Regions from separate parts of the Rattus norvegicus genome. Here region 2 is linked to region 1. A link is a contact called in public Hi-C data. All regions are on one chromosome and are shown on one strand. Each heading gives the region's core, a stretch centred on a gene start, on an enhancer-like site or on the middle of the called end of the contact. The rest is flanking DNA. Distances are from core to core; before and after follow the strand shown.

Region 1 (5,710 bases), core at 1,138-3,637:
CAGTGGTAGAGTGTTTGTTCTTGCAGAGGACCTAGGTTTGAGTCCCAATACCCACACGGAGGTCCAGAACCTTCTGATCCAAGGACGTCTGATGTTCGTGGCACCAGGCACACATGTAGTGCATCTCCATGCATGCAGCAGGCAAAACACCCATACAAGTAAAATAGAATAAAATTTGAAAAGCTTTTATTTGAGAATTTCATACAGTGTATTTATCCTGTTCATCCCTACTCCTGCTCCTCCCCTAACTCCTCCCAGGTCCCCCCTTCCTCCCCACGCCCTCAACTCTCTGTCCCTTTCCTTTCCTTTCCTTTCCTCTCCTCCTCCTCCTCCCCCTCCTCCTCTCCCTCTTCTTCCTCCCCCTCCTCCCCCTCCTCCTCTTCTTCCTCCTCCTCCTCTTCTTCTTCTTCTTCCTCCTCCTCCTCTTCCTCCTCCTCCTCCTCTTCTTCCTCCTCCTCCTCTTCTTCTTCCTCCTCCCCCCTCCTCCTCCTCTTCCTCCTCTTCCTCCTCTTCCTCCTCCTCCCCCTCCTCCTCTTCTTCCTCCTCCTCCTCCTCCTCTTTACTAGCCCAAGAGTTCACTTTGCGCTAATCTTATACTTCTGGGTGTGGTACCATCCTTCAGAGCATGGCCCACCAGGATGCACACTTTAAAGAAAACCGACTCTTTCTCCCTGTCCCAGAAGCTATAAATTGGTCATAGCCTCTCAGTTAGGGGTACAGGACCATGAGCCCCTCTCCCCTCATGCTAGAATTTGAACTTGATCTACATAGGTCTTTGCAGGTAAGCACAGCTGTGTGAGTTTGTGAGTCCAGAGGACATGTTTCAGTCTGGTCTTTCCTGTCCCACCCCAACCCCCCCCCCAAAAAAAAACCACCCAGGGACACAGGAGTCTTTTTTTTTTTTTTTTGAGCTGAGGACTGAACCCAGGGCCTTGCACTTGCTAGGCAAGCGCTCTACTACTGAGCTAAATCCCCAACCCCGACACAGGAGTCTTTAGAATCCTATGTTTCTCATGGTCTCTGGGCATTGTGGGTAGTGATGAAGAGGCTCCATTGTGGCTGGCTGTCCACCAACACTCATTTTCTGCACTTTGTGAGTTTGAGTTAAGTATCACAGTGACCAGTGTAATACAGTCCTGCCATCTTTAGCTGGGGACTTCAGAGTGACCAACCTAAGGTATGAAGACTGCAGAGGACCATGCTGCCTATTCCATCCTCGAAGATACAGAAAGCAGACAGACAGAACACTCCGGGGCTGGCCCCCGGTATTAGGTCCAGGGATCTGTGTAGCTCCTGCTGACCCATTTAAAGTGAAGTAAGGTCTAGAGAAGTGGCTCAGTGACTAAAGTGTGAGGACCCAGAGTTTAAATCCCCAGAGCTCAGATTAGGCCAGGAGCACTGAGTGTGTGTAACCCCCATGTCTCTAGTGTGAGGTGGGGGCAGAAACAGAGGACTCTGCAGAAGCTCACAGCCTAGCTAGCCGGGCCTATGCAGTGGTGAACTGTAAGAAGCAGCAGTAGGCTGACCAGTACTGTTGTCCTCTGACCGTCTCACACATGCTCACAGTGAACGAGAAGTGCACATACATCATACACACAAAGACAAAACAGAGTCCTAGTCCGGCTTGTTACCATGGCGAGCAGGAAGAATGAGCTGCTTTGCAGTCCATTTTCAAATGGGAAGTCCTGCTGGCATGCTGGTGCCACCAGAAAGGGTCTGGTCCATTTCTAGGCTCCTTGGTCTCATCCCTTTCTGTACTCTTTGTCAAGCAGGACACAAAGCACACCCATTTGGGGACTGGCTCCCTCAGGCCGCTGTCCGCCCAGGGTCCATCTTCTGCCTCTGACCCCTTGTGTATCTATTTACATCTCTATTTGGTCTCCTCAGGCTCCGACTCCATTTTCTCCTTAGAGAAAGCTGATGCTTCCTGCGTACATTTTATACTGACGACTCCTAAATTATGGCCTTTTAATTATGAGCCTCCTTCTCTACTTTCCAGATAACGGTCTCGTTGGTCTCGTTGCCTTTTCTCTGACATTGGTTTTAGATAACGCAAACCCCTGGGCAACTGGAGCTACGACAGTGTCCCAGCGTGGGTGGGCGCACCAGTTTCTTCTCTGAGGCTGGAGGTGTCAGTGGTGATGTGAAGCAGGAAACTCAGGAAGGGCAGACCTGGGCTGAGCACTGGGAGCTGTTGAGCAACCCTGGTCAGTGATCCATTACAGCTCTCAAGACCTGGCAGGTCCTGGTGGTATTTGATCCTGAGTGAAACCATAGGATCAAAGCCCTAGGCTCAGAGGCTCCATGCCAAACTTGCCCATTCAGCAGCTCCTCTGTCACTGTCCACGGTAGAAGGCTATTTAAGCGGCAACTACAAAGGCCTCTGGCACGGTGCCGTCAAACACTGTGGACTTCCCGAGTGCCTTCTCTGGGAAATGCAGGCAGTGCACCATGACCATTGTGTAGAGATTAAATGTAAAATATTCATGAACAAAAGGAGCAGAGAGGACTGAGGCAGAAGGAAGCGTCTGGCTCCAAGAATCAGAGAGGATTTAAAATGCCCCCCAAGGACTTCCAACAGGCGTTAGCTAGATCCGGGAACTAGAGTGGGGATTAACAAGATTATTAATAAACACTCAGCAGAGACAGACCTTGAAATACATCTCTAGCAGCAATCCATGTCTCTACAACCATTCAAACAAACCCTCCAAAGGCCGCAGAAAAGATTAATCGCTTAGGCTATCGGCCGATGGCCGGCAGCACAACATCAGCGCAGCCAGAGGGAAGTCAAGAGCCAGAAGCAAAGAGCCACCCTCAGACTTAGCAAGGTCTGCAGTTCTCAACAGCTGTACTCCCTGAACCCTGTGCTTTGGGTGGGGCTGGGACGTAAGTGGGGCAGACTTGAAGGAATGGTCTCTTCAATGAAAGAAATCCATTGTTATTTCAATTCCCACGTTAGCCTTTCTGTACAATTCTGATTAGCAAAAGGGTTTTGTTAATTGTGAAAAGAACTGCTAAGTACATTCCTGGGAGATAGCTTAGTAGGTAAAGGAGCTGGCGACCAAGCCTGACAATCCCTGGGATCTGCGTGGTGGGAGGAGAAACAACTCCTGCAGGTTGTTCTCTGACCTCCATGTGTGCGCTGTGGCCCCTCCCCACCCCTCTCGGATAAATCAATAAAATGAAAATGAAATGTCCAAAAGTCATTGATTTAATCCACTCCGGTCTTGTAAAACACTTTATGGAAATGACAGAAAACAGTGATGGAGAGGTCCTGGGCGCCTATCCATGCGCGTGTGCGTGAGGGTGCACCCACTTATGCTTGTGGGAGCAGAGACAGAAAGATCCATGTTGAGTCGTCGTTTCTACTGCTTTCTCCCTGAACCTGGAGCTCTGCAGTGAGGTAGACTGGCTGGCCAGCAAGATCTGCCTGACTCCAGCCCTGTGCAACCCCACCCGGCTTTTTTCACTCAGGTGCTGGGAGTCTGAACTCAGGCTTACAGGCTCACACAGCAAACATCTGGCCCACGAATCATCTCCTCACGTTCATCAGTTGTTTGTTTGTTTGTTTGTTTTTTAAATAAAGAAAACTAAACATACATCACAGAATCACTGACATATTCAACTATTGGCTGAAAATAAATGACTAAGAAAACAGTTGTTTTACAGGAAAGAACACAGGTGTCATTAGCGTTCTTTCAGAGGCATCCAGAAAATGCTGTGGACTGTGATAGCAGGAGAGAAGGGCAGATTAGATTATCAGCTAATAAAATGTTCACAGTAAAATTCAAGTATTGGGTACTGCAGCTTACCAAGTTCTTAATTTACTGTGTATTTGAATTCTTTCACACTAAAACAAAAATGTGTTTTTCATAAAACAATAAAGAAAACTGACCTGTGCATGGTAGCACACACATTTAGTCCCACTACTCAGAAGGCAGAAGCAGGTAGATTTCCGAGTTAAAGACCAGGCAGCCTGGTTTACAGAGAGTTCCAGGACAGTCAGGGCTGTCTCAGAAAAACAAAAACAAAGAAAAAGGAAAGGAAAGGAAGGGAAGGGAAGGAAAGGAAAGAAAAGGAAGAGAGGGAGGGAGGGAGGGAAAACTTGTACTGGGAGAGGGCTCAGTGGTAAGAGCTCATACTGTTTTAGAGGACCTGAGTTCAGCTGCCAGCCTCAGGCAGCTCACGACCATCTGTAACTTCAGCTCCAAGGGATCCAATACCCTCTTCTTCCTCTGTCCCACAATGAATGAACAAACAGAGGAAACCTGGGCTTTGGAAGGTACTGATGGAATCAATGGTCTTGCTGGAAAGGAGGAAGCTAAGGAAAGACTGAGACTTGGGACAGAGACAGCCCTCCCTGAAGCCCCTCCTGTTGGGCCACACATCAGCCTGCACGCAAGCCTCCATATTTGTATCCCTTTCCCAGGGCTGTGTTAACTCTTCTGGGGTAGTATAAAGAGCTAACCTGGAACCCAAGAGACCTGTGGTGAACTGGACAGACTGGATGAGCAGAGTGGACATGAAGGAGCACACTGTCTTTAAGAACCATAGGTCTTAAGAGGGAAGGGCCTGGGGAGTGGCAGGGGAGAACGCTTTCCTGGATAACCATCTACAGTCAGCTGTGGAAGAACTCTGAATGGCAAAAATAAAGCACAAAAGAGACGTTTTGTAGTTCCTCATGCAGATCCATGAGCCTCTGAAATCCACGAGTACCCAGCAGGCAGTGTGACTCCTGAATAGTCACACTGTACCTCTCCTCCACAGGGAGAGGAGGTGTGACCTCACCTTCAGTGCGAAGGGGCTAGCTGATTAAAGTGTTACCCAAGTCCACCTTTCTCTCTGTGTCTGTCTGTCTCTCTGTGTCTGTCATCTATCTCTGTCTGCCTCTGTCTCTGTCCCTCTGTCTCTATTTTTTCTCTGTCCTTCTGTCTCTGTCCCTCTGTCTCTATCTGCTCTCTGTCTGTCTGTCTCCATCTCTGTCTCTCTCTCCTGGGCTCAGCTCCCAGCTCCATCATTTGCTCGTGGTGTGCCCTGGTTTTCTTAACTGTAAGGTGAGCTGGATATGAGTTTGTGCCTCACAGACTCGGGCGAGGATTTGCCACCTCCTGTAGTCAATGCTGAGCACCACGGCTGCACCACCTATAAGGCGCTCTCTGTATCAGCTCAGCGTGCCCTGGGAGTGTCCACAGCCATGGCACCACCCAGGTTGGCACAGGCTTATATCTGTCTATGAGAGATTCTCTCTCGGCAGGGTTGGGAAGGGCCCGCCTAGAGGGCATCCTGGTTTCCTCCACTCTACTAGGATTTCCTTATTCATAACACGAGCCCAGGTATCACAGAGATAAACAGAAAGGAGGCCCATCTCCAAAGAGTGTCCAATGATTACCAAGGTAAAAAAACGAGCCATAAAAAGGAGGAGTTGGGTGTGGTGCACACCTTTAATCCCAGCACTAGGGAGGCAGAGGCTGCAAATCTGTGAGTTCCAGGCCAGGCTGGAGTACATGAGAGACTCTGCCTCAGGCAGAAAGAACAAGGCAAAGGAGCCCTGAGGTGACCTGGGAAGAGTTTAGGAGCATCTGCCTGTGACTGGCAAAGGTCGTAGCAGGAGCTGTTGGCATTTTCCTATGGCAGAAGCCCAGAAAGCAGAAGAAAGTTGTTGGGCTCAGATCATGGTGGGAGGCGGGCCTTGATTTTGACTTTTTTCCTG
Region 2 (5,710 bases), core at 2,396-4,895, 180 kb after region 1:
GGGTGCTAAAGGCAGAAACCAGAGGTCCACCCCCTTGAATTTTTCGACTGGCCTTTGACCCATAATCCCTGGGCCTTGCGCCTCCAGGGAACTGTTCCACGGCTGAGGGCTAGGGGAGGGAAATACCTCGCTGTTTCTTCACACCCTTCCCCAGCAGGCTGCCTACAGCGCCCGGGCCCTTTCCCAACAAATGCCTCAGAGACTCTACTGCAGAGGAAAAACCTTCCCGCCACTGCCGGGGCTTTTCGCTTTCACTTCCATGGCTCCACCGTACAACGGTCTGGAGTCAGGCTGGATTGAAGCTCAGAGTGGGTGGGCCAGGGTTTAAGGACCCAGCTCAGGTCAGAGCATAACCACCCACACAGTAGACGCTCTCTTACTAGCTTCTCTGGACCCACCTAAGGTCCCCAGGATATAGACACTAACAAGTGAGCTGAGGGAAGGAGTACAAAAAGTGCAAAGAAATACGAAGCGAGGTGATGGACACACACACAAGAACTGTCTTTCTGTGCTGATGGTAGGCCTGGACCAGGTCAGGTTCTGGAGATGTGATGCTAATGAAACTACGTGCTCACACCAGGCTGGGGACAGGGCGGACAAACGAACACGGAGATCTTCAAATTCTGAGTGGGTCGACTTAACTTTTCAGATGCTCCTTCTGCAGGTTGAGGGTTGAGGGCAGACAGGAATTACACCCCGACGAACGACACCAGGGCACAGGGAGGCTACCGTCATCACTGCCGCAGCCACCTGATGCAGGCGCATTGTTCGCACCAGACGTCACAAGTCCAGGAATACGACTCAGTGTTGGGGACCATGAGGAGGGACGCACGTCGAACTCAGGGTTGTGGTGAGGGGTGTGTGTCGGACCGCAGCTCCTGGAGCGGAACCACCAAACGCGTTCGTTTCCCCGGGGCCACAGCGACACCTGGCGGGAAGAGCTGGATATGTTTTCTTGGGCTGAGACTCCGGCTCGGCGCTGAGGCCTTGAGGACCTACGGAACAGGGGGGATATCTATCCCCTTTCCATCCTGTGGTCACCTAGCTCAGTGCCTAGGTTTTTCCTACTGATCTGGGCCAACAGCGTACTGGTGGCTTTTCATTCCTGCCATTTCGGATGCCCTATCTACTCAGTAGTCTGTGCTTCCTCAGTTTTGCTAAAGCCTGAGGGTCTGCACCGCCTATGGATAGAACAAGGCTTCTTAGGCCTTCACCTTTGGCCGCACCCCCTTTCCAGCTCCCCTGGTAAGAGAGCAGGCTACTCCATACTTGTGCCAGCCCCTTCTATTACCGTGGTAAGATAGACCTCACTTATGGACACCACTCAAACTGTGTCTCAGTCGAACCTGTTTTCACCATGTGCTTCACCTGTGACAATATGGAAGTCAATACCCCCCAGACTGGAAACCCCACAATAATAGAGATCCCAGTATTAGTAAATCTGAGAGGCCTTGGGGCACTGGAGACGTTTTCCTGGACTTCAGGTGTCTTTGCTCATTTGCATTTGCGATGGTCGATATGGAACCCACTCGGGAAGTTCCAGGCAAGCGCTCTACCACTGAGCAAAGACGTATCACTAACTGTCCTGGGGTTTTATGGAGCACTGTAGCCAGGATTTCACTGTCCTGGCAGGGTGAACTAAACTGACACGCACCCACCCACCCCCAGAGTTAACTGTGCCATTCCGTGCCTGTAGGCTGCAATGACTCTTTCCCAGTTGTACTGATCTGTCCCCAGGAAGGAAGGCTACCTGTGTGGTCTCACCTTTCCAAATGCTCCTACAGAAAAGTCCCATTTCTAAGCAGAAGGTTCCAGGGCGAGGCAACCTCCTAGCTAATAGTTACACTCTCCCGCAGGCTGCCTTAGCAGCACCAAACACGGGGTCACATAAAGTCACACACCCTGTCTCACTGAATAAAGTGCTTATGTTCAGCCTCACTATGGTACATGAGGAGTCACGGGACCCTTGCTTAAGCCAGAAGCCTGCGCTCCGGGAAGAACGGAACCGAAGCTCTGATTCGCACATCTCTAGCACACACACAAGGCACGGCCATAGTGCAACGTGTGTCACACAGGCGCGCACACACACACAGTCACACACGCTCTCAATCACACTGGGGTTGGCGGGTCGGGGCGGGCTCTGGAAGGCAGTTACGTAAACGCCCTCGCAGCCCCCCCTCATTCCCCCCTTACCCCCCCTGCTTCCTCGCACAGTGCCAGCGCCCGGGGCGGCTTGGCCGGGGCCCGGGAACAGCTCGGCCTCGCGGAGGCTCCAGGCGCCGAGAAACCCGATCCCGACACAGCCCGGGGCCGAGCCAGGGAGGGGGGCCCAGAGCCCCCCCCAAGTCAGGGACCAGCCCAGCCACCCCCAAAGGCGACTTACCCCCCCCACACACACACACACCCTGAAACAGCTCCAGCACCATCTCGGGACAGCACCTGGGGCACATTCACAACAACCCCCTCCTTCTGGAATTCTATGGTGGAGACCACTGCCTCTGTGCCCTGACCCTCCCAATCCCTAGTACCAGAAAAGGGCAGGCATTCTCTGAAGGTGGAGGATTAGGGAGAGGTACAGTCTCACTAGGGGGCTAAGCATTCAAACTGAAATCCACCAGATTCACGCCCCACTGGGGCCCTTAAGTCCTCACTGATGAAGGGGCTTCCACTACCGCCCCAGGCTCACAACAGATTTTTTTTTTCCTACCAGATTACCAATTCCAACATATCCTATCAAAATTCCAAGGTATTCAACAGGCCAAGGCCTCCTCCCCTCCCATCAGGAAGTTCTAACTCTAGTCTAATCGCAATCCCTCCTGCTTTGTTAAGAAGGAATTCTGAGGGCAGGTGAAAGTCTTGGGAATCAAATCCCTGGAAGGAGGAAGGATGAAGGCCCCTGAACCCCCTGAAAGTCAGAAATCCGAATGGAGGGCACAGACGTCTCCTCATTAGAACCCTTACCCGGCAGCCTGAGGCCCTATTTTTCACAACAGCTCTTGAGTGTCCAATTGGGTTGCCCAGACCCAAGAAGAAAGGGAATTTCCCCCTATGTTCTCTGCTAATGAACAAAACATTTCGTGTTGAAATTCTTCCTCTACCCCCAATCCAGAGTCTCTGCTTTTTCCCCACTAAATATGTTTGAGCTGGGGGACCACGCCAGGAGGGGTATCCGAATGAAGAAAGCTCCTGGAAAAGGCATAACTTACACTGGGGGCATCTTTGAAAATAAGGAATCAAAATGACTCCCCCTTTCTGCTTTTGGCTAAAATTACCACTCCTGTGGCTGCGTCCCAGAAAGGGTGGCCGGAGCTGTCCCGAGGCCCGGGACACGGCCCCCCTCCCCTGGGCAAGGAGCCTTCCTGAAGTTGTTTTCCTGGTCTCTTCCTCTTGGATGTTTTTTTGATTATTAATCACATTTTCCATTCACAGACTCGGTCCAGACCCCTTCCCCCCCGCCCGGGGTCAGGGCTGGACAGGGAGGAGAAGCGGGCTCCAGCAAGACAAGTTGGGGACAAGATAGTCAGTGACCCTGGCCTTGGCTGACCCGAGAGAGGCTGTAAGTGGAATGTCACAGGTCGCACCCTCTGCGTGCTGGCACATAGTAGGTGCCATCCTTAAGCAATACAAGGGAGATAAGTGAGTGAACAGGTGGCTAGTCCTCATAGCCTCCAGCTGGCACTGGGCGGCAGGGCCCACTACAGAGAGGGACTGATCCTGAAGACAGGCAGACTTTGCCAGGATCACTCAGCAAGTCGACGCTGCAGCCAGAGCAGCACACAGCAATGGGGATAGCCCCTCTCGTTCTTAAGAGTGTGCGTGTGTCCTACTGCATGCCAGGCGTCGTCCATCTTTAAGTGCAGCGGTGAGCCGGCAGACACTTCCTTCTGAAGGATATAGAAGGCCTAGATTCCATGCACGGTTCGCACACGAACAGCTCGGTACTACAGCTTAGAAAACAGCAGGGTCTACTAAGATGAACACACATAGATCCTAGGACCTGACACATAACGTGCACTGAAGAGCAGATCAGAAGTGCTTTGTTAATTATATCCTGAATTATATTCCTTTGCCTTATATGGTTAGTGTGATGTCTGATTTAATGGCTAATGTGATATCTAACAGATAAATAACCCAAACAGATAAGTAGTGACGTGGTCAAAGCAATGTAAAAGAGCCAACCCCAGCCGGGCATAACAGCATGGATAAACCTCAGACAAAATGCTGAGGGTGGAGGGGAGAGGGGAGGGGGAAGGAAGGGGAGGGGGGAGGGAGAGGGAGGGGAGGGGGAGGGGAGGGAAAGGGAGGAGGGGAGATGAGAAAAGGCTCAGAGGACACACCGATTTATTTCATGTCTAGGAAACTTTGGAACAAGTGAGACTGAAGTTGAACCTGTAATTTGAACTATATGCCCTTAAATTTTCCACACTTACTGTTTACTATTTGCCTCAAACTTGTTTTAAGTTCCCGCCCTCATGGGCTCGCATTCTAATCAAGAAAGATGGATATTTTAAAAAGAAAATGAAGATAATTGTACAGTTAGCCCGTGTAAAAGGCCCATATCTGACTGTGCAGTCTCCTCAGCCAAGAAGTGACATTGAAATGTCTCCTAAGAGAGGCTCAGACCAAGCCCCTTTCTTTCCTCTCGTGGTACCATATTCCTTTGCCTAATAGGGTTAGTGTGATGTCTAATTTAATGGCTAACATGACATCTATTGAATTGCCTAGCTAGTTGTGTGATGCCTCTAAGCTCTGTGAGGGTTTTCCTCTGGCCTCCACCACGAGGGGTCAGGTATAAAACAAGTGATTCTAACAGTTGAAATAGATTCTGTGTTTGTGTGTTATGCTGGAGGAGACGTTTACCACTCAGTTATACATCTCCCCCCTTTAGATAGGATTTCTCTGGCTGTCCTGGAAATTGTGGACCAGTCTAGCCTTGAACTCAGAGATCCCCTTGCCTCTGCGTCCTGGATGCTGGGATTAACAGTGTGTGGCACTTTGCCTGGCTTCTTTTTAATTTTCTATTTTGAGACAGGAGCTCACCAAATTGCCCAGGCTAGCTTTGAACTCACTCTTTAGTCCAGGCAAGCCTTGAACTTGAGACCTTCCTGTTCCTGATTTCCTAGTATCCAGGATCACCAACTGGACCCAGTTTAAACTAGATTTATCAATATTTACATATAGATCCTTTAAAATAGACCAAACCATGTACGTGGTGTGTGGTAAGTGGGACAAACCATAATCTGTGAGAAGTAAATCTAAGCTTCAAGGCATAGGCTGAGAAACCTTGGTAAAAGCATTTCAGCCTTTGATGATGCAGGGTTGGTAGTCTCAGTAAGGACTAAGCAGAAGCCTGGGAGGTAACTGAGGCAGCAGTGGCTCAGAAACAGCATCCTAAAATCCCTTTGGTTTTGGGCTGGAGAGATGGCTCAGTGGTTAAGAGGACCAACTGCTCTTCCAGAGGTCCCGAGTTCAAATCCCAGCAACCACATGGTGGCTCACAACCATCTGTAATGAGATCTGATGCCCTCTTCTGGTTTGTCTGAAGACAGGTACAGTGTACTTAGATAAATAAAATAATTTAAAAAAAATTCCTTTGGTTTCAAGGCCAGAACAAGTACACTGTAGTTGTCTTCAGACACACCAGAAGAGGGCATCAGATCCCATTACAGATGGTTGTGAGCCACCATGTGGTTGCTGGGAATTGAACTCA

Evidence for each region. A called contact is a pair of places that touch in the nucleus more often than the background predicts.
Region 2: a Hi-C map of psoas muscle shows a contact between it and region 1, with 2.5 times the contacts expected there. The contact joins two enhancer-like sites. A contact is called at or near these places in 11 of 12 Hi-C or Micro-C datasets (the A7r5 cell line, the Rat2 cell line, Schwann cells and 6 more) and 1 of 1 datasets of contacts at active chromatin or transcription factors (oligodendrocytes).

What each region holds. Positions count from the first base shown.
Region 1 is chr5:61,483,789-61,489,498 of GRCr8, forward strand. The region is part of intron 1 of Fam219a (family with sequence similarity 219, member A); the gene reads right to left. Among named protein-coding and RNA genes, the nearest start is that of Spmip6, 12 kb to the left of the region's middle. Within about 2 kb of position 2,388, at least 13 of the 93 cell types and tissues checked have an H3K27ac peak or open chromatin away from gene starts, as enhancers often do.
Region 2 is chr5:61,658,051-61,663,760 of GRCr8, forward strand. No RefSeq gene overlaps it. Among named protein-coding and RNA genes, the nearest start is that of Cntfr, 4.0 kb to the left of the region's middle. Within about 2 kb of position 3,646, at least 20 of the 93 cell types and tissues checked have an H3K27ac peak or open chromatin away from gene starts, as enhancers often do.